Linked DNA regions of Mus musculus: regions 2, 3, 4, 5, 6 and 7 are each linked to region 1. A link is a contact called in public Hi-C, HiChIP or PLAC-seq and promoter capture Hi-C data. All regions are on one chromosome and are shown on one strand. The core of a region is the stretch at or near the end of the contact, and the rest is flanking DNA. Distances in the headings are between cores, read along the strand shown.

Region 1 (3,229 bases), core at 407-2,906:
TAACATGTCCCTGGAGGGGAGGGGGGAACGTCTGTTCACAAGTCCCACTTCCAGTATTAAAAAGAAATGGAAGGGACTTCAAGGTAAGGTGAGAGATGAGAGGGCTGGCTTGATGTGTGCCTCTGAAAGACATAGTCAGAGTAAGAAAAAAAATAGACATCTCCCCATCTTAGTCAAAGTTTCTATTGTTGTAAAGAGACACCATGACCAAGGCAACTCTTGTAAAGGAAAGCATTTCATTGGGGCTGGCTTATAGTTGTAGAAGTTTAGTCCATTAGCATCATGGTGGGAAGCATAGCAGTGTGCAGGAGATAATGGTACTAGAGAAGGAGCTGAGAGCTCTACATCTTAATCCATACACAGACAGCAAGGAGGAGACTGAATATGTTTCACACTGGCTGTAGCTTGAGCATCTAAAACCTCAAAGCCTTGCCTCCACAGTGACACACTTCCTCTAACAAAGCCACACCTCCTAATAGTGCCACTCACTATGGCCAAGCATTCAAACACATGGATCTACGGGGACCATTCCTATTCAAACCACCACAATCCCAAATAGAGCTATACAAAGAAAGCTTTAGAGAATCATGAAGCAATTGGATACTAGAAAAAAAACAAAGTCAGGCTACACAGAGACATACACCCACCACTGTCTCCATCACATAGCTCCCTGATGAAGTTGGGGAAAGGAACTCCAACAATAACCTTACTTCCAGAAGGAAACTCAAAGGAAAGTCTTATCCTCAGAACAACAACATAAAAGGACATATAGACAGTTTGGATCAATATTCAAAGGGAGAGAAAATAATCACCAAGCAGGACACCCTAAATAAGACCCAACCCACTTTAAAGCCATTGGTCTCCCCAATTGGGGTCACTTTTCTACAGGAGAAATCTGTAACACTCTCCTATGTTTTAAATATTAAACAGATGGGGAGAGAGGAGGGGAATCCTCCTGATAGACAGTATCACCTTTTACTCTAGTAGTTTCATTGATGCTAAGGCTTGCTACATCATGGTAACAAAGCACCCAGCAAACATGGTAGCACATCCCTAAGAAGGGCAAGAAGCTCACCAGCTAAAGGCCTGCCTGGGCTATATGAGCCCCCGTCTCAAAACAAAACAAAGTCACTCAATAATGAAAGAAGGGAGGAAAGAGTTATGAATCACAGCAGTATGCGCGTATTAAACTGATTAAGCCATTTGGCTGATGGGGGTGTCAGGAAAGGGCCCTACCAGGACCACAAGAAATGGTTGGGTAAATCTGGTGTCATATAATGAAAAAAGAAATTAGACAAGGGATAGCGGGAGAGAAAGAACGTGAATGGTTAATATTGGGAGCTTCGAAGTGCTTTCTCATCACAAGCACTTGATATTTAGTTTCCTCATCCCAGTGAACTACACTAAGGGAAAATTTCAAACTGGGTAGTTAACCCGGGTAGTAATGAGCAACGAACAGCTTGACAGATGCGTTTTTCTCCAGACTTCGTCAAAGGACACTGAAATACGAGAAGAGGAGCTGGCATTTCCAAAGGGTGGAAAGGCGCCTCCGCCTTCGGTCCTGAAGCCGCCACGGGCTCTGAGTGCCTTGACCCGAGCCCGCGACAGCCGGACCTGCGCACAGCAGATGCGGAACTCGGGCGCCGCGGCTCGGCTTCCGGGGAGCGCCGTTTCCAGACGCACCGGCAGGGTCGCTGCAGACGGTGGCCAGTCTTAGTTCTCCGAGGCGGTGCGAGAAGGCCGGAGATCGGACGCTCCTCTCTTAGCTTTCTCTCCGCCAGGTCGACTCCGAGCAGCAACACAGACTCTGAGCTTCGCGCCTCAGGGGAAGATTAGAGGGCGTAGCGGCCTTCGAAGGCTCGGCCAAGAACCTTCCGCCCCCTCGCCGCCTCGGTGAGAACAACCGCGGGTCATCGCGCTGGAGGTGGGGTCGGGGGGAGGGGGCGTTGGGTACACGGGGCGGGGGAAGGGTCATTTGGTGAGTCTCACTACTACTTCCGGGAGACGCCTCGGAGAGGAGGACGTGCTAGGGGGCGGGGTTCCGAGGGGAGAGACACTTACCTCTTATCCGATTGGCTTATTGCTTGCTGGTTGAGCTTTGCTAGTTGCTGATTGGCCGGCCCCAAAGCCAAATCCAGGTCGCAGGGGAAGCGTTACTTGAGGCTAGATTGAGGTGAGATTGGTCGGGTTCCTGAGTCCAGTTCGTTTACTGGAGTAGGGACTTCATCTTAACCCTAGTCGGGGGCCTCGATTAACAGGATAAGGAAAAGAACCAGTAGCGGGATGGTGGGGGCGGTTGACAACGAAGTGAAGGCTTAGAACTAAACTAACTTCCTCACCTAACCCTAGCTACACCCAGATGGGAACGTGATACGGTACGAAGGCCTTTGAGAAAGGAGGAGGCGCAATCCTCGGAGCGGTGACAGTGTAGGAGGAGAGACCTTCTGGGAGGTTTTTTTTTTTTTTTTGTTATCTAATTGTATGAGTCTCTAATTACCTAGATGATGGTATAACAGAACCTTCTGGAGAATTTAGCTCTGGCTTTGCAGAGGAGTCGGGAGACTACTGGGTGTTCCGGGACTTCAAAGAGGCAGTTTGCTGAATAATACAACTTTTGTTTTTATTCAGATGAGCAGCTCTCAAAAGAGGCACAAACATCAGAAGCATGGATACAGTCTCATCTGTTAGAAGAATGTTCAAAGGAAAATAAGGTATTCATTTTGCCTTACTTATGCTTAGTTAATCCAAGAATATTGCCTTGGAGGAGAAGATCTCTGGTTTTTTAATATTTTAAAGAACTTGACTTTTTTTGTCATTAGATTTCCACTTATTAAACATCTGTTTCAAAAATCAAGTTTCTAAGCTGGGCGTGGTGGTGCACGCCTTTAATCCCAGCACTTGGGAGGCAGAAGCAGGCGGATTTCTGAGTTCGAGGCCAGCCTGGTCTACAGAGTGTGTTCCAGGACAGCCAGGGATATACAGAGAAACCCTGTCTCGAAACACCCCCCCCACCCAAAAAAAAAAAACCAAGTTTCTGCTGTGACCACCAAAAATGCACTTTGCTAATAGTTACTGATTGCAGTGCAAATGGAAATCCTTTACTTTTTGATATTATTAATTAAATTAACATCTGAGTGAATCTTGCTCCCCCCAAGGGGTCTCATATGTGTGTGTGTGTGTGTGTGTGTGTGCGCGCACACACACACACATTCTTGAATGTTCTAGAATT
Region 2 (3,229 bases), core at 422-2,921, 2.0 Mb after region 1:
GTGACCCAAACCTGATTAGACAGAAAAGCTAAGAAGGGAGAAGAGCTAGGTGACAGAACACGGGCAAGGCCCCGCTTCGATCCCCAGCACTGCAAGCAAAGACCAAACAGCATGCTCGTACCACACACCTTCCTTCACCCCAGATATAGCAAAACATCAAGTGTCATGATACAGCCTAGAATCTCGGCACTCAGGAGGCTGAGGAAGGAAGGTTGCAAGTTCAAGGCTAACCTGAGCTACATCGTGAATTCCATCCCAGCTTGAGTAATTCAGTGAGACCCTGTGTCAAACCAACCAACCAACCAGGCAAGTCAGCAAGATGGCTCAGAGGGTAAAGACACTCACCTGAAAACCTGAACTCAATTGAATATGGATTCTCGCTTCACAATAGAACTAGACAACCAATTCCAATAAGTTGTCCTCTGACCAAAGACAGAGAGACAGACACACATACACTAAATAAATGTTGTAAGGAGAGAAAAAAAAAAGACCCCCTAAAACTAACGAGGGGCTGGAGAGATGGCTCAGACATTAAGAACACCTGCTCTGCAGTGAGGACCAGAATCAGATCCAGCGTCCTCTTAACACACCAGGTGTCCCTGCAAATGACTTAACCTTAACCCCAAGGTGAGCAGAAACCAGGGGGTGTCAGGGGGTTGCTGGATTCCAGCCTAATGAAGACAGTAGGCAACCTTGCCTCAGAACAGGCAGAATAGCAGCAGAGAGCACCCGGTGGATGCCCTCTTCAGGCCTGTGTGGGTTATATACAGGTACACACACCCCTACACACAACACATACATCTGCTTATACTCTCACACATAAACAAATCAAAATCTAAAACACACTAATTAAAAAAAATAATACAGAATTTACCGGTGAGGTGGCTCAGTAGGTAAAGGCTGAGAAGCCTGAAGTACTGAGTTCGAACCCTGGGACCCACACGGTGGTAGGAAAAAAACCAACTTTAGAAAGCTGTCCTCTGATCTCTGCACCTAGCGCATTGCGCACGTGCACACAGGAACACACATACAAATAAATATTTTTTTAAAAACTAAAAAGTTAATAAGAGGCTAGAGAGATGGCTCAGCAGTTAAGAGCACTAACCCGGGGACCCGGTGTCAATACCCAGCATCCACATGGGAGCTCACAACTGTGACTCCAGTACCAGGGGATCTGACAACGTCACACGGACATGAATGCAGGCAAAAGAAGGCAAACTGCACAAGGCACATAAGAATAAATAAATCTTTAAACAAGAAATGAAGAATTAGAAATGACGACTATCCTTTCTTATGAAGGCTGGAAAACAGACTCCTGTGTCAACTAAAGAAATCCAACCCTGAAAAAACCTGACTCCGCTTCGGGAGCGGTGCAGGCCGGTGTAGACGAGAAGTGCTTCAGGCAAGAAGGAGGGACGTGCCGGAGAAGGTTGGAGCGCAGGAAGCAGGCATGTGAGGACGCGCTGGGACCCGCGGAGTCCTGAGAGGGGACGTAGCAACCCGCTCCTTTCCTCCCGACTAGCACAGAGCGCCGCTGGCTAGCGGGACCCGGCGCGACCTCGAGAGTGCGCACGCGCGCCACCCCGAGCCGGAGAAATTGCGGCTGAGCGCAGCAGCCAATCGTGAGCTTCCAGGCAGTTGCGTCACTCCGAATCTGGCCGATCAACGCTGAGTTGATTATTGCTTCCGGCCCGCCCTCTAGCCTGAGGCCGGGGGAGGGCCGGACTGTAGCTAAAACCGAGGAGTACAGAAGCCTCCGCTGGGAACCCGCCCCACCGGGCGTGGGCACAGGTAAGTGCGGCGCGATGTCCCCGTAACATCGGTGACAAGGGCCGTGGAGACTCCGATCGATGTTATTTGGGTGGCACAGAGCAGAGGTGCTCCCAGTTTTCCGATCCCTCTCCTCCATTGGCTGCGTTAACTGGGACGATCGAGGGAGGGAGAGGGGACTGTACTTGTGTTCTCTGCTGCACACCTACAGGGCACCACCCCTACCCCTGCTTTGGAACCCCTAAATGTCTGCTCGTGAACCCGCTTCATAGCATGACCCCCATTGCAGCCTTTGCAGCCTTAGGACTGCAGAGATTTGAAGACGCCGATCGCCGAGCCTGCATGATTTTAGAGAAATGGAACATCCAGGAGCCTGTCTGTAGCCTTTCTTCTCCCTTGACGTTGGGAGCAAATCTGCTTGCTTTAGGATTAGTGTAGGCAGATGGTCACAGCCCTACAGCTCCGACATATGCTCCTGGTGACAGTGCAGGGGACCCACCTGTCGCCCAAGTGCAGGAACTGGGATCAAAGCCAGGTCGCTTCCTGCCGGCTGGGGCTGGGCCCGACTCTATTTACTCTCCAGGAAGGGCCCCCACTCCCATACAAGCTCTGATATTTCCTGTCTTCTTTTTTAACCCTAACATCACCTTGGAGTGGTCCCTGCGCTTGGCAGCCAGGAAACAACTTTAATAGCCAGTGCACATCAGACAGGAGTGAGGGTGTAATAGAAAAACCAGAAGAAGTCTTGCAGCCTGAAGACAGATTCCGCAGAAGTAAACGTTTTGTGGCTTCTGTGTGCTGTGTTGTGGCCTCAAGAGCATCTACTGCCCACTGCTTGCTCTGCTTTTTGTTTGTTTGTTTGTTTGTTTGTTTGTTTTTATGTATATGAGTACACTGTAGCTGTACAGATGGTTGTGAGCCACCATGTGGTTGCTGGGATTTTGAATTCAGGACCTTCGGAAGAGCAGTCAGTGCTCTTAACCACTGAGCCATTTCTCCAGCCCTGTTTTCTTGTTGTTGCTGTTGTTTTTGTTTTTAATTTCTTTGTGTGTGCAGATGCACAAGCGGCTGTGGAAGTCAGAGGTCAACCTGCACCATCCACTTTGTTTTTTTAAAGCTGGGATTTCTCACTAGCCCGGGGCCCACTAATTAGGCTAGGCTAACCAACCAGGAAACCCCAGGGATCCATCCACCTCTTCAGCTCTAGGGTTATAAGCAAGTGCCATTGTGGCTCACTTACAAGTATTTTTACAGTTTAGTGTGTGTGTTTTGCGTGTGTGCGCACACGCATGCGTGCGTGGCTCATGGGTGGAGATAAGAAGACAGCTTGCTGGAATGTGTGCTCTCCTTCCATCAGGTGGATCCCAGGGACCGAACTTAGGTTGATCAGCTCCGCAGCCACTATCTTCACCCGATCAGCCATGTAGCTGACCATGCCCCCATACTCACTTAAAAAGAA
Region 3 (3,229 bases), core at 203-2,702, 1.7 Mb before region 1:
AAAGAAAGAAAGAAAGAAAGAAAGAAGAAGAAGAAGAAGAAGAAGAAGAAGAAGAAGAAGAAGAAGAAGAAAAATTGTCAACAAGAGGTTGGAAATCAATCAAACTCTGTAGATCAGCTAGCAGCAATGTTTGTTATTTTAGGCATATGAAGATTGTACAGTGCTGTGAAACTGTCAAGAGTGCGATGTTGAGAGTTACTTCCTCAATTCTCTCTGTGGCTATCTAGAGTCATCAGATCGCCTTCTCTCCAGTACAGAATATCCTTTTCTGCTAGTCAGCTCCTTTAGCCGCCCTTCCCACTCTGAAGCTGTTCCAGATCTGCCTCGAGAGAGGGTGGTTCAGTGGTTAGGAGCATTGCACCAGTACTCTCATCTGGGCAAAAATAGCCCATAGTCTGGAGTGTTACTCCTTTATCAATAAGGCTCTGGCCCACATCTGACCTTGATCTCTAGATAAGAGTAAGAGGCGCATTTGCAGGATTGTCCCCCACTTCCTGACGCAACCACTCCAGCCTAAGGTCTTCCTTTTTTGGACGGGTCCCCAAATCACAGAACTCTCAGCTTGCTTCTCTTCCTCAGGAAGTAACCCCCTATCAGCTGCAGGTGTGCTCCAGCTGTGCGCGTTGGCGGCCATTAGCGGCGGTCCTACTGTCTAGGGTGTTGCCATGGCTTTGTGAGACTTACTTACATCTTCTCAACAGAGAAAGAGCCGACTTTCAGAGAGATTTAACAATCCCCTCCCCCGCAACTCAGCAGGGGTGGCTGGAGAGAAGCTCACTAATGAAGAACACTTACTGCTCTGGGTTCCGTTTCTACGCTCTCAGGGCAGCTCACAACTGCCTGTAACACAAATTCTAGCACCATTTTCTGACCTCTGCTCGGCGTGGGCATACACATAAAATAAATGACTACGTAAAATGTAGTGAATATTTCGTTTAAATTTTCCCAAGGCCAACAACTCCCCTACTCGGAACTCTTCTCCTCTCATGAACTTTCAGTGTCTTCTCTCTCACATTGCTTGTGCAGACGCTTGCTGGGTCCACCGGAATGCTGCAGTGAACTGCAACCCTAGCGTATGACGTTTCCAACCACTTATTATTATCATCATTATTATCATTATTATTATTATCATTATCTGCTTTGGACAGGAGTCTTGTTATATCGTTGGGCTAGTCTCGAACTCTCGATCCAGATACCTATGACTCCACGGCGCTTCAGCGAAAACCAATAATCCTATCCAGATACGCTTAGCAGAACCTTCGCAGAGCTGCCGGGATCACCCAACTTGCCCAGCAACTCGGGGAGATTCAGCCGCTGAACCTTCGGGGGCGGGTGCAAGAGAATGACACTGCGCTAGACCAATCGCTACGGGGGCGCCGGCCGCCATACCCAATCACAAGCGAGCTAGGGAAGCGGGTGACAGCTCCGGCCGAAGATTGCCAGCTCTTGGCAGAGTGATGATGCTCGGCGGCCGAGTCACCACTAGGGCCCAAAGACCAAGAGTGCGGCGGCGCGGGGAGCGGCGGGGACTGAGTCCAGGGCCAACAGAGTCCGGGAGGTGCGCTTATTTCTCTTTGCCTTCTAACAGGGCTCGAGTGTCCCGTCCCAAGGGACGTCCCCCTGTTGCGGTCTAGCTCCACCTCGCTGCCCCTTCCTTTGGCTCTTCCCAGCTGGCGAACCGTGCTGAAAACCCGGGGGCGCTACGCCCCGCACTGGGTAACGGAGAACACAGTCCCGACTACGGTCCCACCTGTGCCTAGCCTAGCAGGAAAACTGTAACCGTGGGGTGAGTTTTAAAAACGAAAACAGAAACTAAACTCCCCTTCCGATCGGGAGCTGCTTTTTACAAGGCCCTTAACCTGCAGCCAAAATAATAGTAATTACATAACCTCCGGGTCCCCGGGTAACTTCATTGTTTACCTTATGGGAACCGGCCGGTGCTGTTCTGCTCAGCACTGTGAGCATTAGCTAAGCGGAGTCGGGGGCGGAGGTTGACTTAGTCCCTGCTCCTCGGAGAGAACTAGGGTACCCTCTCCCGGCAAGGGCACTCTCTCAGAAATCTGGAACTCTTTTTGCTTGCTAATGTTTGTTTATGACACATTGTTCCAACTTCCCCACTTTTGAGAATTTAGCCTCTGGGATAAAAAATCAACTGATGATTTCTATCCCCCCCCCCCACACTCGCCCCGTTTCTCTCCTCCCGCTTCCCGCTCTGCAATAGACTCGATCTGCCCACTTGAGCAATATGAAGATTTCATTCATAGAGCCCGCCATTCTCCTGAACGCGTTTGCTATGACTCTGACCATCCCGCTGACAGCGCAGTACGTGTACCGGAGGATCTGGGAGGAAACCGGTAACTACACCTTTGCTTCCAATAGCAATGGCTCTGAGTGTGACCAAAACAAAAGCAGCTCCATCTTTGCATTCCGGGAGGTAAGAAATTAAAATTAAAACCTCCCATCCTGGAGTCACAGGGAATGGAAACAGGTTCCAAACCAAAGAGGCTCTCCAAGGTGTGACCACACACACACACACACACACACACACACACACACACACACACTGAAATTAAGCCACCTTCTCTCTGTTCCTATTTCGGTTAATAGTTCCTCTTGACACCTTTAATCTGGCTCTTTCTAACTCTCTAAGGCACCTCCACTCCTGTCCCCAATCCCCACCCACCTTGTGGGACCAACTCTTTTATCCTTAGGAAATCTCACTACAATCTCACCCACTCTTCCTTGGTCTCTTGAATAACAAAAGTCCAGAAAAACTGACCAGAGTCAGCTGCCTCCCATGGGGGCGGGGCAGCAATTGTTGAGGTCTGGAGGCAGCCTTAGATAAGATAAACTGGGCTCCCTGGAGTTGAGTCCTGCATCCACATCTGGGCTGGCGAGTGCTTACTTTAGCTCTCAGTAAAACCGTTTAGCTAGACGTGGTGGGGACTCGCTCGGTTCTGTGTGTATCTGACAAGAGCTTTGTCATCATTCTCATCATTCTTATGAGGCAGGCTCTGTCAAGCAGGATTCAGGAGACGTCAGCTGTTTATCTACAGGGCTGCGTTTGCAAGCTCAGAACTGCGCTCACTTAGGCATATTTGGTGGCAACAAAAGATTGGCCCTGCCTTCACCCGCACAGACAAGAGAGGGTGGAGGCAGCTGCACAGCTGCCTTCCCTGATCGTAGGGTCTCTCTGTACCGGCAAATGAGCCTGGGGTGAGGACCCGCA
Region 4 (3,229 bases), core at 235-2,734, 1.6 Mb before region 1:
GAATTACGGCATGACACCTAGACATGAGGTCATAGGATCTGACAGAAAGGGGGAGGAGCTGTCTTCTATGATTAAAAATAAATGCAGCTAGTTGAAACAGTGCAAAAGGCTAAAAACAGCTCCTTTGGAACTGTCACTGTCACCCGACATCTGACAGCACAAACTGCTTAGATACAGGTGACCTGGTCTCTGTTACTAGTCTAGACCAAACAATTCTGAGAAAGCAGCTAGTTGATAGACTTACTTCACCTGTGTATTTGACCTGGCAGCTCGCATGGGGGGGAATGTCAGCAGCCCCAACTGGGTCTTGCTTGAGCCTCACCAGTCTCCCCAATTCTGCACAAGGTTTCCCCAAAACACACCACCTCACCAACAAAATCGCTAACAATCTCCTTCTAGACCTCATTAACATCTGAGAAATAGAGTTCGGGGCTCCAACTCTATAATTCAAGGGCCTGGTACTGTTGGTGTCCCCACTCTTCACACAGGAAACCACGGGGATCAGGAAGACAACAGGTAATCTATCCTGGACAGTCACCTACTCCGTGACTGCCAGTCAAGCACAGACTTCCAGGACTGGCCCTGTCTATGATTATAGCTGTCCCAATGCTGACTGACACCACTACAGTACAGTGTTCTCCTGGGGACAGATGTACTGAAAAGCACCAAAGGAGAAGTTTCGCTACACACAAAGGGGAAATTCTGAACTCTAGTATTGCTGTTACTATCGTCCCGGTGTCCTTTTGTAAAATATGAGGACTCCTTAAGGTTCTAGTTCAGTGTCAGATACAAGTTAAGTCTATGAAGACCTAAAAACCATTCATATTTCAGCGTTTCTCACATTCCTTTACACTGGTTAGCGGTCTCTGCCAATCCAAGCTTTCTGGACGTGGGCAGATGGCGTGCGGAGGAGTGCCATAGTGACTCAGGACTATGCTCAAAGAGAAACAGAAAGTGGGGCAGGAGGAGAGGCCAGAAGGGGAGGAGAGGCCAGAGGGGGATGCGAGGGAGTTCAAGCACTAACTATACGAACAAAACGGGAGCGACACATGGCACACAGAGAGATGTTTGTAAACCGAGGCTGAGCTGTACGAATGCAACGGGCGGTCGTGCGCCTTGGCGGGTGTAGGGGTGCAGTCACCCTAAGGGAGAAGGCACGTGGCGTGTCCCAACACGCACACAAGGCTTGGCTTTCGGAGGTGCCCAGTGCATGGAGTGCATCCGCCTCCACTGCTGGGAAGGGGCGCTGTGGCCTGGGAGGCCCGGGGAACTGACCCGCGCCGTCCGATCGGAGCCAGGACCACCCGAGAGAGTGCAGCCCGGGTCCCGCCCACGTCAGACACCCGCCGGGACCGGGCAGTCGCGATCGTGCCCGCACCACGAGTACCCGCCGCGACGGCGGCCCTCCGCGCTCACTCACCATCTTTGAAACAGCTCTGTGAGATCTATAAACCTGCTCGAGTCCGCCGGCCAAACCGCTCACTTCCGTTTCCGGGGCCGAGACGCCCACCCCTCCGCCCCATCCGCCGGAAGTGCGTCCTTCCGGCCAGGAAGGAAAGGGGGCGTGGGAGGAGCAGGGAGTAGCGTTGGGCCGGGGCTCCCACGCTCGCTGTCCCCCGGTGAGCGAGGGCCAAGGGCGCAGCTCGGGTGTGCACTGGCCCTGGCCTCGCGGGACGGTGTTAGATGGGCGTGTGCAAATGCACAGACTTCCCACGGGCCATCCAAGGACGCACGGTGGTGATTTACATAAAGTCCTTCTGCTGAGTCAAAAGTGGGACAACAGGCCTTTACGGTTTTATAAATCGAAGGTCCGAGGCTGGGTATGTGTAGAACCTAAGGAAAGGACCAAGCTAGCTTAGGCACCGAGCCTCAGGCAGAGGCGGGCTCCAGGGTTGTGGGGTGTGGATATTTCCGAACTTGGGGGGCAATCACAACCTGAGTCCCAAGTCAGGTCTGGCCACCGGTTCGTTCATAATAAGCAACTTAAAAGCGGGAGGCAGAAGGCGGCGATATGGTCAGTGTGGCCAGACTGGAAGACAGCAAAGACTTGGGAGGTTCCCTGGGACTAAGTCCTTTTCGGTGACATGGGGGTGGTGGTGGTGACAATTTTAAGTCAGGGTCATCAGAGCTAACGTATGTCAGGCTCTTAGAATTACAAATAACGTGGTTCTACATGTTGTACATGAGTCATCTCCCTAAGTCTTTTCATTAAGCTTTTTTTTTTTTTTTTGTTATTCGAGACAGGGTTTCTCTGTGTAGCCCTGGCTGTCCTGGAACTCACTCTGTAGACTAGGCTGGCCTCGAACTCAGAAATCCGCCTGCCTCTGCCTCCCAAGTGCTGGGATTAAAGGCGTGCACCACCACGCCCGGCTTTTCATTAAGCTTTTTAAAATTAATTTTTAAAGGATTCCTCTAAAACGTTTTGTTTGACTGTCTGCGTGTGCATCAGGTGTGTGCCTGGTGCCCTCACACTCTTTTGCAACATTAGCGGTGTTTGCCAACACGAAAGAGTCTTAGGGTCTTATAGGACTGGAGTTATAGGTAGATGGTTGGGAACCACCCTCTGGGTGCTGGGAAAGGGACGCAACAGATGCTCTTAACCGCGGAGCCATCTCTCCAGCCCTGTTGCTCACATTATGAGAGTATGGCATAGCACGAAGGAGAAGAAGACAAAACAGGTCTTAGCTGTGCTGGCCGGAGGATGAGGCGGCTGGTCACTTGGGTTCTGCAGTCAGAAGCAGAGAGAAATGAATGTCGTCCTCTTGTTTTTGTCTTGTTACTCAGCCTAGGACCCCAGCCTATGGGATGGCGCCTCCCACATTCAGGGTACATCATTTTTAAAATGATGTAAATGACTTCACTGATATGCCCAGACTGTCTCCTCTCAGAGAACCCGGGTTCCTTTCACATCACTCTCATCAGGAGGCTCAAAGCCATCTGTAACTCAGCTTAAGACGATCCAATGCCCTCTTCTGGCCTTGAACTGTACTCATGTACACAGATACATAAAACCAAAGACCATCACCATACCAACATGTCTTTGGCCTGATCCCATGAGCCCTTTCTTTGTTAAGTGCATTTAAGATATCTATTTACATATCTGTTCCTCCAGGAAAATTCCAGCATCTCACACGTAAGGAAATTCCTTTTTTTATAATTTCATTGCCCAGTACTAAAAGAAATGTTCAGCAAGTGTTCAGGACTGACTCTGTATCACTCAGCATGTGCA
Region 5 (3,229 bases), core at 413-2,912, 1.2 Mb before region 1:
TGTTCAAAGCATTTACAGTAACAGCAAACTCCACTTAACTTAACAGCTATAACGTACACAGCCCTAAATTCTTCTCACGAAAGCCTTCGGGGTGCGAGACGCTCTTGAGGCCCAGTGCTGAGCAAGTTCACTCGGTATAACGCCATGGGAAAGACAAGATCCCTGCAGACGCCCAGTTCACTTACTCTGGCTTTCCAGAAACCTGCCTGAGCGCAAGTCTTGGGAAATTCCTAACCTAAGCTCTCTATTAAACCTGTGCTTACTTAAAAATAAATAAATGAATAAAGCTGATCTTCATACACCTCTCCTCCCCGCACCCCCACCCCTGGCCCCGGACATCCTTTAGAAGGAGTTCCCAGCCGGCAACTTTCGGCAGCCCGCGCTCCACGCGAGCACGCACCGACACATGTGCTCGCAGACCCAGCCCCTTTCCACGCACACGCGCGCGCGCGCGCACACACACACACACACACACACACACAAACCCGGAAGCGACACCCCCTTGCTTCCACTCCGCAGCCCATCCCCCCTGCTCCCCGCACCCCACTCCCAGCGCCCCCCACCCCACCCCAATTACACCACGACCGTCCGTCCACCCACGCTCCCGGGAACCCGCCTCCCCTAGCTCCGGGGTTTGCCCCGAGCGGCGGAGCCCAGAGAGGAAACAGGAAGAAGGAAGGAGGGCTGCGCAGGGCCTAGGCCTCTCCTGCGGCCCGGAGGTGAGGGGAAGCGGGCAGGCTCAGGCCTCCTCCCCGCGCCCGGACCGCACCAACCCCGCACCGCACCACCCCGCCCGGGCCTCACTTACTCGCCACCCGCGGGCCATCGAGTCCGCCGCCCGCGGTCGCCGCCCCCGGGACGCCCAGCTCCGGCTTCTTGGGCCCCGCGGGCGGCCCCGCTCCCCCGCCCGGGAGCGCTCCCGGAGGAAAGGCGGCCCCGGCCGCGGCCGCTAGCGCCAGCGGGACGCTGTTGCTATGGAGGCCAAGCCCCGGGGCCGCGCCGGCGGCTGGGTCCTCGTGCAGGAACTGACACTCCTCGCCGTAGAAGCACGTCTTGTCCTTGGCGTAGTAGCGGCAGTACTTGAGCTTCACGCCCGCCGCCGCCGCCGGCCCGCCGGGGACGCCCCCGACGCCCGACGAGGCCGCCACCGCCACCGCCACGGCCGCCGCCAGCGAGGACGACGACGGCGAGGCAGCGGCCGAGGGCGGCGGGAGGCCACCGCCGCCGCCACTGTTCATGGCCACGCCGCAGCCGCGTCCCCCGCCGCCACCATAGACGAGGGCGGGAAGGAGCCGCCGCCGGAGCCGGATGGAAGCCGGGCGGGCGGGTTGGGCCCCGCTGAGGGAGCCGGAGCCGCCCGGGGAGGGGGAAGGGCGGGCGGGCGGCGAGCAGGGATTCTCCCTCTCCCTCTCCGCTGTCCTTAAAGGGGCCGCGCGGGACGCCGCGGTGGGCGCGCGGCCGGGGCTGCGGGGAGAAACGACCCTGAGGCGGCGGCGACCGGAAGCTGTGGGGCAAAGGCACGGCGGGAGGGAGCCGCCGGTTTGTTTTTAAACTCTTGCCCTCCGCTCGCTCGTCGGCTCGCGCTCCGGGTCCTCCCGACTTGTTTATGCCATTTTCCTCTTCCTGAGACGCTCGCCGCCTCTGCGCCTGCGCGAGTGGCGCGGGGCCTTGTGGGTAGGAGGCCTGGCCCGGGGGTGGGGGACCGCAGGCGTGGCCCCCACGGGGCGTCCGCGAGCTGACCGGAGGCGGTTGCTTCAGCCCGAGCCCTCGGAGGGAGGCCTTCCCCACGGCGGCGGCGCCGAGGCTCTCACGAGACCCGGTGGTAGTCCGCTTGGAGGGGAAAACACAAAATGACAGTCCGTCTCAGGTCCTTGGAAGGGGACGCAGCCCAACCTCGCTCCCCGGAGAGGAGAGTTTGCTTCCGTTTGTCACGTTTCCTCTCCCTTTCCCTGTGCTCCGCCACCCCTCTAGCCTTTGTTTTTTTTTTTTTGTTTTTTTTTTTTAAATCCTCCCCCTCGAAGGTGATGGACTACTGGCCAGATAGCCTTAGCTTCTGGGCTCTTTGTCAAAAGATGGAGCCAGAACCCTGGATGCCACCAAACCCCTGCTTAGAGCAGCACCTGTTTCCTCCGCTTTGATGGCCCTCGGGATTTTTTTCTCTCAAAGGTGCCACCTGGGACAGTGCTACCTTGGCAGCACGGGAAGACCCAATTCCAAATGTGCTGGAATGTTTTCCTACTCTGCATTCGAAATTCACTTTTTAAAAAAAAGTTTTCCCCTCATTGATTTCCAATTTGCTCCCCCCACCACCACCTTTTTTTAAAGGGGAGAGGCGTGAAGACAATTGAACCGCAGTGAAGTGAAAAATTGATATTAGGGTTTTAGAAATCTTCTCTAAAAGATTTTCTCAAAAGACAAATCCCTGTTATGAAAAGGACGGGTGTGGGCAGCATTTAAGGAATCGTGGCAGCCTGACGAAGTCACAAAAGAATATATAAAGTTTCACACTGCCAAAAGGGTGAGGTTGAGATGCATGCTATATAGATCCCAATCTGGTAAGCCTAGTGATGCTGCCCAGGGAAATTCTAAGCTGCTATCTCTGCGTGGACGCAGTGTTCACTCATTTAAATATCCAACAGGTATTTGTTAATGTTAATTACATGTTCCCAAGGAGCTGGGGATGCAAAAGTTAACCAGATGCAGTCGGACCTGAATTCAGAGGGCTTATTTATCCTCCGGCTAATGAGGCATAAGATGTGAATTAGTGTCTAGTGTTAACATCAGCTGTTAGAGGGGATTTAAAGAGTTGAACTCCTACTGAGAACTGTTGGGGAGTGGGGAGAGTGTTTACAGCATCCTTGAATTCAGACCTGCCTTTGGAACCTGCTTGCTTCTCTGTGTCTCCTTTGTACATTTGAGATTAAGTAAGTATCCACTTCATAATGAGCGAAGTGGTTCATAAAAATGTCCCGTGTTTGGGAAGAATTCAATCTAGCACTTGCTTTTTATTGCTGCTAGGTGTGTAGAGAAAGAGCATTCTAGCCGAAGCTAACAGCTTGTGAAGGAGGTCTCCAGGTGAATGGGGGTAGGGTTTTAGTAGTGTAATGATATCACACAGCTGAGCAGAGTTCGCAGAAGTGCTTTTCAGGCAGTATTAAGGGATTGGACTTTTTCTTGAAGGCAATTAGAAACTATCACAAGGTTCCAAAATGCTAAGTAGCAACATTCA
Region 6 (3,229 bases), core at 466-2,965, 1.2 Mb before region 1:
CTGCATAGCTTTCGCTGTCCTGGAGCTCACTTTGTAGACCAGGCTGGCCTTGAACTCAGAAATCCGCCTGCCTCTGCCTCCCCAGTGCTGGGATTAAAGGTGTGCGCCACCACGCCCGGCCCTTTTTTTTAAGATAGGGTCTTGCTATGTAGCCCAGGCTGACTAATGCTCTACCTGCCTCCGCCTCATGGCATTATGGGTGTATAGCAACAAACCCAGCTCTAGAAATTTTTTTAAGTCAATTATTGTAATTGCAAATGTACCAGGACTGGAAGATCTTAGCGTTGGTGTCTTCTCTTTCCATTTTATTAAAGGGGAAAGCCTAAAAGCAAACTAAGCAAACAAAAACCTGGTTTGAAGAAGTGATCTCCCAAGTGAAGGCTGGCCTCTGAGAACTGTCCTGGGATGGGCTGGACCTAAGCTTTGTCTTCTGGTTCCAGATGAATAACCGATAACCACAGATACACATCTCAGCAGCCTGAGCACCACATGTCTCGGAGAGTGAACTCTCCACACCTGGAAGGTTTTGGGTCTGTGTTTCTTTTTCTTTCCCTTTTTCTTTTTCTTCTTCTTTTTCTTTTACTTTTTTTCTTGCTGATGATATAACCCCGGGCCTTGCAAGAGCTAAGCTAGCAATCTACCGGTGAGCTACATCTCTAGCCCCACAAAGCTATCAGATGATTAAAAAAAAAAAAAGATCCATGAATAGGCTGGAGAGGTAGCTGTGTGGGAATTGCCCTCCCTATTAAAGATGAAATGTGCTGCTTTACATATGTATATTTCTCCGTCTGGCCGCTGATCAGTGGACAGTCTCACTGTGGTGTGCAGGAATGTTGGAATGTTTCTTCATGCTCCTGTTGCAATTCCAGAAGTGGAATCCATGCGTCGGGCACCTGACCTTAAAATGCCTAAAGCACCAAGCCCATGTCATTTTCCACAGTGGCTGCCCGGAGGACGTCACTTTGAAGTTTCCCCTAGCGGGAAGGCTGATAGTGCTGTGGACTGAGTGGAGGAGAAACAGTGTTGTTAGTGTGCTTGTATGCTCTCAGGGGTCATGCCTGAAGAGAAAAACGATGAAAAGAATGAGGAGCGGAGGACTGCTGTGATGGAGCGATATTACTGACGTCATTATGGGGAGAGAACTAGGACACAGAGGACAAATGGCTCAGGAGGGTTCCTTCATGGGGAAGCCAGGGCTGCTATCCTGTGCTTTCAATATTCAGCTTGATGCACGGGAAATAATTGTTACCTAGAGACACTATGAGACTAAAAGCCAGAACTAGGAGGTGACAACTCCAAACATCCTTTGAGGTGCACGGTCTAATTTGTTTGGGTGTCTGTTTAACCTCTCTAATTTATTGACCTTGAAACCGCGTCTGCTTTTCTGGGTCGGAGGTGGATGGGAATCTTGGACATCCTATAAGAAAGGACAGGGAGACAAAGAAAATCAGTCCACAATGCAGATCTACCAGATGTGGAATAAAACTCACGGGGTTACCAGTGTATGGCACCGATTCAGTGCCCATCACGGGACATCAAAGATCCCCGCGCATGAAGAAGGAGGTCTGTGTGTCACCACTCTTCTCACCCTTAGGAGTTTAAAGCAGAGGTCCGGGGACTCAACCACGGAGTCCAGGCAACTTCCCCAGCCGAACCGCACCCAGTCTCCCCTGCCGCAGTCCCGGTGCCAGGAGCGCAGGCTGGGGACCACGGCGGGCACGTGGGATCGGCTGCAGCACTGCGCCAGTTCAGCCCGCCTAGCAGCGAGCGGCCGCGGCCTCTGGAGAGAGGTTCCTCCCCCTCTGCTCTGCACCAGTCCGAGGGAATCTGTGGTCAGTGACGCGCATCCTTCAGCGAGCCACCTGCAGCCCGGGGCGCGCCGCTGGGACCGCATCACAGGCTGGGCCGGCGGCCTGGCTACCGCGCGCTCCGGAGGCCATGCGGGCGTTGGCGCAGCGCAGCGACCGGCGGCTGCTGCTGCTTGGTAAGGCCCCTCACCCCCTCTGCACCCCGGCCGAGCGCGCATCACTCCCTCATACCCACCGCGCGCTCCCCTCGCCGCCGCATCACTCCCCTCTTTCACGTCCCCCCTTTCAAGCGGTGAACTTGGCTTTGGTTTGCCCACCCCTGCCCTCACCCTCCTCCGCAGCGCTCCTCTGCAGCTCAGTCCCCAGGCCACCGCGCCTGGGCTTGGGCTTGGATGCTCCGTCAGCCTCTGAGAGTCTTCTTCAGCAGCGCAGGTGGCCCGAGACTCCCTGACCCGACCTCTGGGTACTATAGATTCTCGAGCCGGTGCGTTCTCACCTCTTTGAGATGTAGGCTGACAGAGCAAACTAATGGGAAAACTGCGAGCATCCTCTGCTAGAGCGGTCATCCCTGCTAACGACCCCCACCTGTACCAATTTTCGCTTCACTCAGTGGCTAGTTACTTTGGAAATACTATGCAAAACAGATTTATAAATTTAAAAACTAGCTACCCTTCCCCTCTCCATACTTTTCTTATTTTAGGATTAAACCCTAGTGACACTTTCAAGGACTCCTAGGACTACTCTCCCAAGTTGCCTGTTCGGGTAGAAGCATAGCTGTGATTGAAAATAGTAACTAACTATAGGGGGGAAAGTCCCCATTCTGCCCAGTTCTAATCGGTCTCGCGTCAGCTTTCTGTTTGGGAAGACAAGGGGGTTGGATTGAGTTGGAGTTGGAGACAGTTCTAGAAGTCGGGGGTGGGGGTGGGGGGAGATCAGGCCCTGCCCTAGTTTTGCAGCCTTCTGAGGCACTCCTGGCTTGGCCTCAGTCTGCCCAGTGGCCTATTTCCCCTTCATTTCCAACATTTAGGATTCTGGCTTGAACCTTCCGTGACAAATAGAGAAAACATTTTGCAACATTAAATGAGCAGAAACGGTTTCCAATTACTTTAAAAAAAAAGATGATAAAATTAAAAAATGTAGGCTATAAAGGAAAAGGATGGGGAGAACGCTGTACCTTTCTTAAGCGAGTTGATGCACAGGGACATCTCAAACGCATGGCGTGGCGTGCTTTTCTTTTCAGGCTCTATTAATGCAAAATGGTTAGCTTTGGCTGTGTATGAGATTAGATTAGTGACTTTCCCATAGCAGAGATGATTTTTCTAAAGGGCTAAAGGGTTCTAGGGAAGTAACTCAGAATCAGAGTAGGACTTGCAGCCATGCTCAAACCGCACTGAACTCCTTCGTAGGAAATGTCTTAGTCC
Region 7 (3,229 bases), core at 289-2,788, 1.1 Mb after region 1:
GCGTGCGCCACTACGCCCGGCTTTCATCTAGTTTCTAATTGCTCTCCTTACCCAGCCCAGCGATACCTGTGCTCCAACAGGTCACCACGCCCTACCAATGTTCTGACAGGCTTCATTAGAAATTCCAGCTTCATCAGACCATCTCCACACTTCCTGTAGAGAACTTATTTTGACCTAACACTAGATAATTTAGATTCAAAACACTGCCACCCATCCTCTAAAGGAGTCTGCAATTTCCAATGGGTCCTCTCAGCTGTGAACAGCATATGAATTGAAGAAGCCTTCCCCCAACCCCCACCCCTGAGACAGCCAGTGACTTGATCTAATGGGGTAAACACCCGGGACTGATAACTTATAGAGACCTGAAATCCTAAGGCCTACTAGGAAACCAAAAGATTAAGGGAACTGATAAAATAGGATGCCAACCTAGGTCATTTCAGAAACTGGGCAAGGAGAAGATAGGAGAGAAACACACCATGACAACAGATGGCTTTATACTCAGAGATTCTAAGCTGCAATTTATTAAGTGCCTCCCATGTTCCCAACAGTGTTCAGTATCTGAACGGGGCCAGGAACATGAATAAATCCTTGTCCTCATGTCCTTCTCCGGAGGAAAGAGAGCAGAAAGTAAAGGAAGGCAGATATGCCTTGAAAGTCTCAGAAGCACCAGTAATGGCTATCATTTATTATCAGATCATTTGAACAGCTTCTCTGGGTTAGGAATTGCTGTAAGCAACTCAAGCACACGAACTCCACGCGAAACCCATAAAACCAAGTAGACTAAGAATCTTCTTACTGCAGCTGGGGAAACTGAGGCACCAAGAAACAACCTTCCCAGAGACACCTGACAAAGTGGCAGAGTCAAACGGGAACTCGGAGGGTTCTACATAAAGGACCCTATGAATACGGGTGCAGAGGAGAGTACAAGTCTGACTTGCGGGGGCGGGGGCTAGAGCTAGGGAATCTTAAGGTTACTGGAAAGATGGGCTTTCTCTTGCTGGGAAGGGTTCCCCAATAACTGACGGTTCGGAGGCTGCTCTAGGCAACATCCTAGATGTTGACGAGATGAACAGATACTCGTGACAAGCCACCGGGGGATGGGGGGGGAGATCCGCCCGTCTAAACTAATTTTACAGATTGTGGTAAATGCTCACAGTAGGGGTGCAAATGGTACTATGGGGGTGTCGGAAGCCGAGTTGTTCCTTCTCTCATCCGAGATGGAGGGCAGCTGGAAAGTGCTCAGAAACGCTCGGTCTGTGTGTGAGGGGGGCACCAGGGACTCAGAGGTAACCACGAAGGGCTGAGATCCCGGGCCCCTCAGCTCCAGACCCCGCGCCTAACAGCCCTGGGCCCGCCGCCCCCGCGTGCCATAGAACATACAAAAAAAAAAATGGAGGCGACCCGGGCCAGACTCTCCGCCCTGTGGCTCCTTACCTGAGGTTGGGGAGGTCTGGAGGTCCGGAGCGGACGATTCGCGGACTCTGGTCAGTCGACGCGAACTGGCTCCGGCGGGCGCGGACGGAGGAGGGAGGCCTAGAGGGAGAGGCTGACAGATCCCGGAAGTGACCGGAGCGCCTGCGCAGAGCGGCCGCTCTCAGCTGGCGCTTGGCGCAGGCGCAGGCGCAGAACGTAGCCTTTGTTGGCGTGTTCTGTCTGAAGAGCGGCTGCTGCTCAGGTGAGGCAGCCGCTCGTCAGCGCTAGGGCGTGCTTGTGGAACTGGATGGGCGTCCTACTCCTTTCTTTAAGGAGGTTTTAACACACACACATTTCTGAACCATGGCCCAAGTGTGCAGCGTTGGGAGCTTCTCAAGTGCTTTTTGTTACAAATTACTGAGCTAGGATCTCTCAGGCTTTGTGGTTCTGAAGAACAATTCAAAATAAAATAAAATAAAATAAAAATATTTATGTGGCTGGGCGGTGGAGGCGCACGCCTTTAATCCCAGCACTTGGGAGACAGAGGCAGGTGGATTTCTGAGTTTGAGGCCAGCCTGGACTACAGAGTGAGTTCCAGGACAGTCAGGGCTACACAGAGAAACCCTGTCTCCAAAAAAAAAAAAAAAAAAAAGAATTATATGGATGTCTGTGTCGGTATACGCATGTGAATTCAGGTGCCCCTGGAGGCCAAGAGAGCAACAGATCCTCTTGGAGCTGGAATTGTAAGTTACACCATGTGGGTGCTGGGAACTGAACTCAGGTCCTCAGCGAGAACAATACAATCTTTTAAGCTGAGCCATCTTGCCAGCCCTTGAAACTATGTTTGTGTTCCTTCATAGAGGGTGGGTCAGAACTGGTGACTATTTTCTGCCTGGCGGACTGTCCCTGTCCTGGACCCTCAGTAGAAAGTCTCAAGTCTACCTAAGAGTCCCCTTGACTGTTCCTAGATCAGGACCACTTGTTCCTGCACCCACAATGACACCACAAGAAGGCGCAATGGTGACATGGAAAGAGTGTATTCTATGTAGATGCAATTTATAAGAACTGCCCTGAATGCTACATCCAGTCAGACTGTTGCCCCTGCTCTGGTAGAAATTATGAAGCAACCAGTTAAGTACCCAGGTTCCACTAGAGGTAGGCACCCCAGTCCTTGTCTTGTGGTGGTCTATATATTTGACCCAGTGGACAGTAAACACTGCCCTAACAGAAATAAGGGAATAGTCTATTTCGAGTCAAATATCCATGAGCATTGCTTAGCAGTGCTCGGATTCCTTACCCTAAGTGTTTGCCCCACCTTGAAAACAGTTGCGTTATGGTCTTTAGAATTATTATCGGTCTGTGTGTGTGTGTGTGTGTGTGTGTGTGTGTGTGTGTGTGTGAGTGTGTGTGTGTGTGAGTGTGAGTGTGTGTGTGAGTGTGTGTGTGAGTGTGAGTGTGTGTGTGTGCTGTGTGAGTGGGTAGCACTCATATGGTGGTCAGAGGTCAGCTCTGTGAACTCAGTTCTCTGCTTTCACCTTTACACGGATTCCAGAGATCCAACTCATGTGGTCGGACTTGTTCAGCAAGCGCTTTTCCCACCAAGCCATCTCGCTGGCCTTGGGTGAACTTTTATAGTTGCAGGACAAGAGAAAGCCACACATCAGAACATTTAGCAGAGTTGCATTGGTGGGAACATCGGATAGGAGGGTTATAGCAAGAAGAGTCAATCTTTCCTAGGTTTCAACTTAGGTTAGAGAACTCTTAGCCTTAGTGTTGGAGGAAGCTAGAGATCTGCTGATACACCACAAGGGCTTTA

Evidence for each region. Promoter capture Hi-C pulls out the DNA fragments that hold promoters and counts their contacts. A called contact is a pair of places that touch in the nucleus more often than the background predicts. HiChIP or PLAC-seq counts read pairs in DNA pulled down with a chosen protein or histone mark. Capture Hi-C pulls out chosen DNA fragments and counts their contacts.
Region 2: a contact with region 1 is called in a Hi-C map of Th1 cells, with 11 times the contacts expected there. The contact joins the promoter of Tecpr1 here to the promoter of Rnf6 in region 1. A contact is called at or near these places in 1 of 39 promoter capture datasets (pre-B cells) and 1 of 484 Hi-C or Micro-C datasets (Th1 cells).
Region 3: a promoter capture Hi-C map of liver shows a contact between it and region 1, with 4 times the contacts expected there. The contact joins the promoter of Slc46a3 here to the promoter of Rnf6 in region 1. A contact is called at or near these places in 2 of 39 promoter capture datasets (erythroid cells and pre-B cells), 2 of 484 Hi-C or Micro-C datasets (B cells and CD4 T cells), 1 of 115 datasets of contacts at active chromatin or transcription factors (bone marrow-derived macrophages) and 2 of 9 other capture datasets (adipose tissue and liver).
Region 4: a contact with region 1 is called in a Hi-C map of B cells, with 7 read pairs. The contact joins the promoter of Pomp here to the promoter of Rnf6 in region 1. A contact is called at or near these places in 2 of 39 promoter capture datasets (erythroid cells and pre-B cells), 1 of 484 Hi-C or Micro-C datasets (B cells), 2 of 115 datasets of contacts at active chromatin or transcription factors (large pre-B cells and pancreatic cancer cells) and 2 of 9 other capture datasets (liver and macrophages).
Region 5: a FOXA1 HiChIP or PLAC-seq map of pancreatic cancer cells shows a contact between it and region 1. The contact joins the promoter of Pan3 here to the promoter of Rnf6 in region 1. A contact is called at or near these places in 3 of 484 Hi-C or Micro-C datasets (B cells, CD4 T cells and CD8 T cells) and 2 of 115 datasets of contacts at active chromatin or transcription factors (astrocytes and pancreatic cancer cells).
Region 6: a promoter capture Hi-C map of pre-B cells shows a contact between it and region 1, with 4 times the contacts expected there. The contact joins the promoter of Flt3 here to the promoter of Rnf6 in region 1.
Region 7: a contact with region 1 is called in a promoter capture Hi-C map of pre-B cells. The contact joins the promoter of Arpc1a here to the promoter of Rnf6 in region 1. A contact is called at or near these places in 2 of 39 promoter capture datasets (maxillary cranial neural crest and pre-B cells) and 1 of 115 datasets of contacts at active chromatin or transcription factors (pro-B cells).

What each region holds. Positions count from the first base shown.
Region 1 is chr5:146,219,884-146,223,112 of GRCm38.p6, reverse strand. Rnf6 (ring finger protein (C3H2C3 type) 6) reads left to right here and starts at 1,656. Exons shown (of 5, transcript NM_028774.3): 1 at 1,656-1,893; 2 at 2,629-2,711.
Region 2 is chr5:144,222,057-144,225,285 of GRCm38.p6, reverse strand. It overlaps Tecpr1 (tectonin beta-propeller repeat containing 1), which reads left to right and starts at 1,671. Exons shown (of 25, transcript NM_027410.2): 1 at 1,671-1,791.
Region 3 is chr5:147,893,038-147,896,266 of GRCm38.p6, reverse strand. It overlaps Slc46a3 (solute carrier family 46, member 3), which reads left to right and starts at 1,452. Exons shown (of 6, transcript NM_027872.4): 1 at 1,452-1,786; 2 at 2,222-2,434. The coding sequence starts at 2,246.
Region 4 is chr5:147,858,883-147,862,111 of GRCm38.p6, reverse strand. It overlaps Pomp (proteasome maturation protein), which reads right to left and starts at 1,484. Exons shown (of 6, transcript NM_025624.3): 1 at 1,421-1,484. The coding sequence starts at 1,423.
Region 5 is chr5:147,428,589-147,431,817 of GRCm38.p6, reverse strand. Pan3 (PAN3 poly(A) specific ribonuclease subunit) reads right to left here and starts at 1,662. Exons shown (of 19, transcript NM_028291.5): 1 at 809-1,662. The coding sequence starts at 1,238.
Region 6 is chr5:147,398,975-147,402,203 of GRCm38.p6, reverse strand. It overlaps Flt3 (FMS-like tyrosine kinase 3), which reads left to right and starts at 1,715. Exons shown (of 24, transcript NM_010229.2): 1 at 1,715-1,984. The coding sequence starts at 1,939. It overlaps Gm26597 (predicted gene, 26597), which reads right to left and starts at 2,650. Exons shown (of 2, transcript NR_165432.1): 1 at 2,305-2,650; 2 at 285-1,417.
Region 7 is chr5:145,082,178-145,085,406 of GRCm38.p6, reverse strand. Arpc1a (actin related protein 2/3 complex, subunit 1A) reads right to left here and starts at 1,538. Exons shown (of 10, transcript NM_019767.2): 1 at 1,435-1,538.